Linked DNA regions of Mus musculus: region 2 is linked to region 1. Evidence: chromatin contacts called from public promoter capture Hi-C data. All regions are on one chromosome and are shown on one strand. The core of a region is the stretch at or near the end of the contact, and the rest is flanking DNA. Distances in the headings are between cores, read along the strand shown.

Evidence for each region. Promoter capture Hi-C pulls out the DNA fragments that hold promoters and counts their contacts.
Region 2: a contact with region 1 is called in a promoter capture Hi-C map of hippocampal neurons, with 6 times the contacts expected there. The contact joins the enhancer-like site here to the promoter of Pik3c2g in region 1. A contact is called at or near these places in 8 of 39 promoter capture datasets (the 3T3-L1 cell line, 3T3-L1-derived adipocytes, cranial neural crest and 5 more) and 1 of 9 other capture datasets (embryonic stem cells).

The regions. Positions count from the first base shown.
Region 1 is chr6:139,612,584-139,615,476 of GRCm38.p6, forward strand. Pik3c2g (phosphatidylinositol-4-phosphate 3-kinase catalytic subunit type 2 gamma) reads left to right here and starts at 1,489. Exons shown (of 34, transcript NM_207683.3): 1 at 1,489-1,500.
Region 2 is chr6:140,463,592-140,466,484 of GRCm38.p6, forward strand. The region is part of intron 3 of Plekha5 (pleckstrin homology domain containing, family A member 5); the gene reads left to right. Among named protein-coding and RNA genes, the nearest start is that of Plekha5, 41 kb to the left of the region's middle. Within about 2 kb of position 1,475, at least 70 of the 459 cell types and tissues checked have an H3K27ac peak or open chromatin away from gene starts, as enhancers often do. A contact at or near this core is called in hippocampal neurons, where this site is marked.

The DNA of each region.
Region 1 (2,893 bases), core at 239-2,738:
AAAAATATTTACATACAATTTTCAATGTAATTTAAAGAACTGCCCTGAACTGACTAACCTGTCCCACATCTGAAAGCATGGGGTCATTAGAGTCATGTCTCTGTTGAGATCTAATCTACACAAGATGCCTTGCCTCCTTCATTTCCTTCTCATGCCTCCTCCCTCTTCTAAGGGGCGACTGAGGTTTTCTTGGGCACCTGTTCATTTAAAAGAAAATCAAGACCTGTATCCAAAGCAAGGAATAGGAGGCAAGCCCACATTCCTGCATCCCATTGTTACAGTCCAATGAGACAGTGTAACAGCCCTCTCTCTGGAGTCTTGTGACACCCTTATGCACATGTCTGTATACATGCTGACATCTTATCATGTCTTCCAAGTCTACCACGAACTTTTGCTTGCAGTTGCCTGTGGGTCAGCATTTTTATTTCACATTCCAACTTTGCCCTGTTGTGGTAGCTCCTACTTATAGTTTCAGAGCTTGAAAAGCAGAGGCAATAGGATTGCCATGAGTTCAAGGCCAGCCTGAGATACGGATTTTAGAAGAGTGAGAGAAAGAGGAAAAAAAAGAGATATAAAAACATGTGAGGTCTTAAAATATTAGAGTTTTCAATGACAGTTAACTAATTACATATATTTATCGTTATCAACCCATGGATTTAAACATATCTGGCATATGTAACTCATTTTCTATTGTTACAGTTGTGCCTCAAAATGGGGAAGAATCTATTTCAGTTAAAGAGCACCCTTTAATCCTTCATTACATTCTTCACTCACAGAATTATGGTATATCCCAGCTTACTTCTTGCAACATTTACCCTGATATCAGCTTATCTCCCAAGTGATATGGATTTTGCTCTTTTTGAAAATAATATTTTAATTGCATTTATTTGTTGATCATGTATATGTGTATACACATGAATGCGTGCATGCACACCACAGCAAGTGTGTGGAAGTCAGAGGACAACTTGTGCTAGTCTGTTCTCTCTTTCTACCCTGTAAGTCACAGGGATTGAACTCAGGCCCTCAGCCTTGGCAGCAACTGCTGAACCGTCTCATGGCCCCCAGCCCTGCCTTCTAGATATTAACAATTCTCATTGCTACTGATATGTGTCCTATTTGTAGTGCGTTTTATGTCCTATTTAAGGGAAAACTGTGACTCTGAATGCGTAGGCAGGGAGATAAAGCATAGGGACTTGTTCACTGCATAAATTCACCATGATAAGTTCAGGTCTAATTTTTCACTTCAGAGAATATTAACTGTCATGGATATGAGGGATTCTAAGACCATTTGGCAGTTTTATCTGATATCACATAAAATAATAAGCTGAGGATAACAACAACAAATAGGATCATTCACGATTATTAAAGGCTTCAAAATGGTAAAGTCTCTATTTCCCCCACTAAATGAATCTCAGTTGCATCAACAGTGTCAGAGAGGGCAGCCGTATGGAAGCACAGTTAAAATATCTAAGCATCTAAGTTGTCTAGAAACACATGAATGTATTTAGTGGTCATGGCTGTGATTTGCATGTGTGTTTTGTGTCTGATACGACCTCAGAGTTCATCTATTAAAATGTATTTCCTACTGTGAGTTATTTATTGTATGGGTATAAAGTTGATATGACTGTGGTGGTGAAAGTGGGGACTTCAGAAAGTGAAGATTAACTGTTATTATCTTGGCCCCTGGTGGATTTATGTGAAGGGACACACATACATGTGCACACTTGCACACACACACACACACACACACACACACACACACACACACACACACCTTTTCTTATCCTCTTTTGCTCTAGGGCTTTTCCCTGAGGGAAGACCATTACCAGATACAGGCCTTATTCTCACATTTGCCAAAACATGAGACAATACAAACCCTCTATTTGTGTAGCTTCAAAATCTATACAACTGCTATTGCTAACAGAAGAGGAGCTTGCATCTTCCTAGCTGTACTTACATTGATGTATCAGTCATTTTGATTGCCCAAAAGTCATTCCCCAGGAGTTTATAAATAACATGTCTTCCCTAGCCATGACAAGGTGGGAAGTTTTAATTATCCTTTTAGGTTCTAGGTCAATTTTCTTCCCTTAAATATATCATATCTCAGATCTCCATTTTCTTGCACATTGTATTGCTGTCAACATCTGAAGACACTAACTCTCCTAGGGTGTTTGAAACTGTGTAGGTGGTTTTTACTCAATAACTCAGCACCAAGGGCAGCTTGCTGTTGACATATTGTTTGCTCCTTCATTTGCTTCAGCTTTCTCCTTCTGAGCTTTGCACCTCCTCTGTCTCATCAGCTCCTGTGTGTCCTCCGCCACAGTTTTCCTTGTGGCTTTGCAAAATCAATACCCTCTGATTGGAAAACAACAGTTTGCAATATGTCCCAGTCCTGTCTAGAACTCTGTGCTGTTGAGGCTATGCAGGTTGTGTCTTCTTTGACTAACCCTCTTGCTTACACAAACAGTTTTTGTGTAAAAGAAATCTCTGGACATCAAGCAAGTTGTTGAAAATAAATTCTCAAGTTCCCTCATCTATTGCAAGCAGATTTGATAACACAAGTATGAGGGGAGGGCTATGCCTGCTTGTTGTCCATATGGAAACAGTTACCTCAACTGCTTCAAACTCTCCTTGTCCTGAGATTCTCTCTAGGACAGGCTTGTCTGACAATAGGTAAAGTATTGCTGGTTCTATCCGGTTATGTGTAAGCACTAAGCAGTTGCAACAGGCCTGTCTCTAGAGCTCTCAGGATACAGATATGCTCCCTGGCTCCCGGCTGGCCTAAAAAAAAAGGCATACTGGTAGATCATCTCTCAGAGCCTGTACACAAGAGCTGAAGGCTATCTTTATATTGCCAGTTCAATGATAAGACATACCCAAGAAATAGAATTAA
Region 2 (2,893 bases), core at 225-2,724, 850 kb after region 1:
AAAAAATACAACATTGACCTCGATTTAAAACTTTTAAAACTGTTGGAAGAAAATATATCAGATAATTTTTGTGATCTTAAAATATGTAAAGATTTCTTAGAAATGATGCCAAAATAGACCATGAAACTTTATAGGAGACTATGTGAGAGGAACAAGATGTGTTTGGAAAAGATGTGTATGGAAGTGGAAAGGAAGCTACTGAAAATGGACAGATGGAAGAACGAGGGCAGAGATGAACTGAAGGGATGAAATAAACAATTTGTAAAGTCCTATAATGAAAACTAAAGCTATGAAATTAATGGAAAAAGAAATGATACCCAAAGTATAGTGCAGACATAGGAAAAATAAGTTGAAATTGTCAAAATTAATGGTGTTTTACATTGTAAAAGAGAGGGCTGGAGAGATGGCTCAGCAGTTAAGAGCACTGGCTCTTCTTCCAGGAGTCCTGAGTTCAATTCTTAGCACCCACCTGGAAACTCAGAACTGACTGTAACTATAACCCCTTAGGATCTGACGCCCTCTTCTGGTGTGCAGATGCAGATGCTGACAAATTACCCATATAAATAAAAATAAGACCTTTAGAAAAAGAGAAGAGAAAGAAAATAGTCTTGGGGAACATATTTGCAGATCATACGAGGCAAGTTACACCCAAGTAACACAATGCAGTGTTCAGAAAACAGCCACTAGGCAGATTCCAATGGTCACTTCTAGAAGTTTGGTCGATGAAAAATGGGAGGTTGCTCAGGCCTTGGAGCGTCACTTAGTAGCAGAGCTCGTTGTAAGTGCGTGCTTGGCCCCATTCCTCCTGCATCACCACAAAGGAAATTGTTCTGCAACTACAGCAGTGCAGATGAAACCCGTAACTAGGAACCAGACCATAACTGCTCAAGACCAAACAGGCCACCGTGGCTCACTAGCACATGCAGGTGTGTGAGGCACAGTTCCTTCCCAGTGCTGTGGGTCATGAACACAGACCCTCTAGAAGCCCCGCACACCAACCACCATTCTCTCAGGTGGTGTTCTCGAGGCGTGGCATCTGTAGACATGTTGAATGGGCCGCAGGCTTTGGGGTTGAGTGCTGGTCCGTTGTTCTTCCCTGCATCTTGCAGGGCTCTTTGTACCTGGGCAAAAGAAGGAGAAAATTATAGCCAAGGTGGCTGCTGATTTCCTCTCTAGCTCATAGCAGTTTGTCACATTTACTAAACTTCCTGTTTCCCCAGGGGTTTTCAGCCCCTACCCATTAGAAGAAGAAAATGGTCTTCACAGAAAAGTATGCTCCTTTCTTGGAGCCAGGCACAAGTAAGGATGAAGCGAGACTGATGCTAGCACCAGCCCTTCCACAGGAATGCTTCGCATTAGCAATAAGACCTCAGAAATGCAAAGTCGCTGTTGGAAGCTGCTGTGTTCCGTGACTGACTCCAAGGAACATGAGGCAGAAGAAGAGTAGGCCTGCTGTAGCCTCAAGTGAGATGTGTGACTCCCAGTGATCCGCCCGACCATGTACACAGCACCATGCATTGTCTGCTGAGAGGCCCAGTGCATTCTCAGCCATCACAAATCAGATATTTAATTTTTAAGTGTTAGAAATGTAAATTTTTCACCTTTCATTCCCATAAACAGAACCTACAGTTGCTATAGCAGCGATTTTTTTTTCCCCACCTACATGAAATTTGAGTTTGAGACAATTATTTTCTCACAGATTTTCAAAGTGTAAAATGAATACACATAGCCATTGCAGCTCAGGAATAATTCCTCAGATGCAAAGTGATTTGTTCTCCATGAGTGAAGCCTGAAAACTCACCCACAGTCCAGTTTGACAGAAGGAGACTTCATGGCGATACAGGGACTGAAGAGCACAAGTGTAGAGAGGCCCAGCCTTCGTCCAGCACCAGAAGAGAAGCATTGGCTCTCAGGGACCAGCTATTCATTAGCTGGTTAGTTGGTCTCTGTTGACTACTTAGAGAACGATTATCATTCGGTGGCCCTAAGGAAGAAGCTTTGCACTTAACTTTTGGTGGTGTTTGATAATGTCGTCTTTTGAAAGCACTCAGCAGTCACTGAGCCCGAACTCTGCCATGCCTCCGTTGTTGCCTCCATGGTACATTTCAGTTGGCAGTGGGGAACAATCAGACCTGTGCCAAATGGTGCTAGTGTGCTTTCATCCATTGTAACTTGCAGGTGCATGTTTAACTCAGAAAGTAATAATTAGTGACTTCTCAGAAAGTATGGATTTTGCCTTTGCTGTGGTGGGCGTTTGTTCCATCATCAATGCCTCTGACTCGAGCAGTGCCCATCATCAGCTTATGTGTGACTAATGGCAGGCCTGCCTTGATGGGCCGACTGTGGGGATGCAAGCTTTGCAAACCAGCAGAACCTTCCTTACAGCAACTCAGGTTGTGACGTGCTTTGTGTGACGTGGTGTGTCATGGTTGGGTTTTAAAAATTGTGAACACTCACCTTCAACCCTAAGAGCTGTCTACTGCCCAAGTTACCATCTCATCGTGTGCTGTGTGCCTTTTAGGAAAGTGTGGGGAGGGTGCTGCTGGCACTCCACGGGCTTGGGATGGAGTGTGCACAGAAAGATGGGTGTGGCTCCTATCTCTGTGTTACACTTTGTTCACAATTCATTGTTCTCTGGTTAAATACAACAGAAAAAGCTGAAACCAGAGATGTGTCCTGTCATTGAGTTAAATACAGGTATATTCAGGGATTATTGAGCCCTGGCCAGGTCAAGAAAGAAACTCAGTACCTAATACACAGCTGGAGAGCGGGGCCCTGTGAAGTGCAGCCTGGCCTTGGTTTCCATAGTGAAACAATAAAAATGTGCTGTGTCATAAAACACAGAACAGTAACAAGCACCTTTGGAGGACTCAGTGGCTTTCGTGGGTGACGT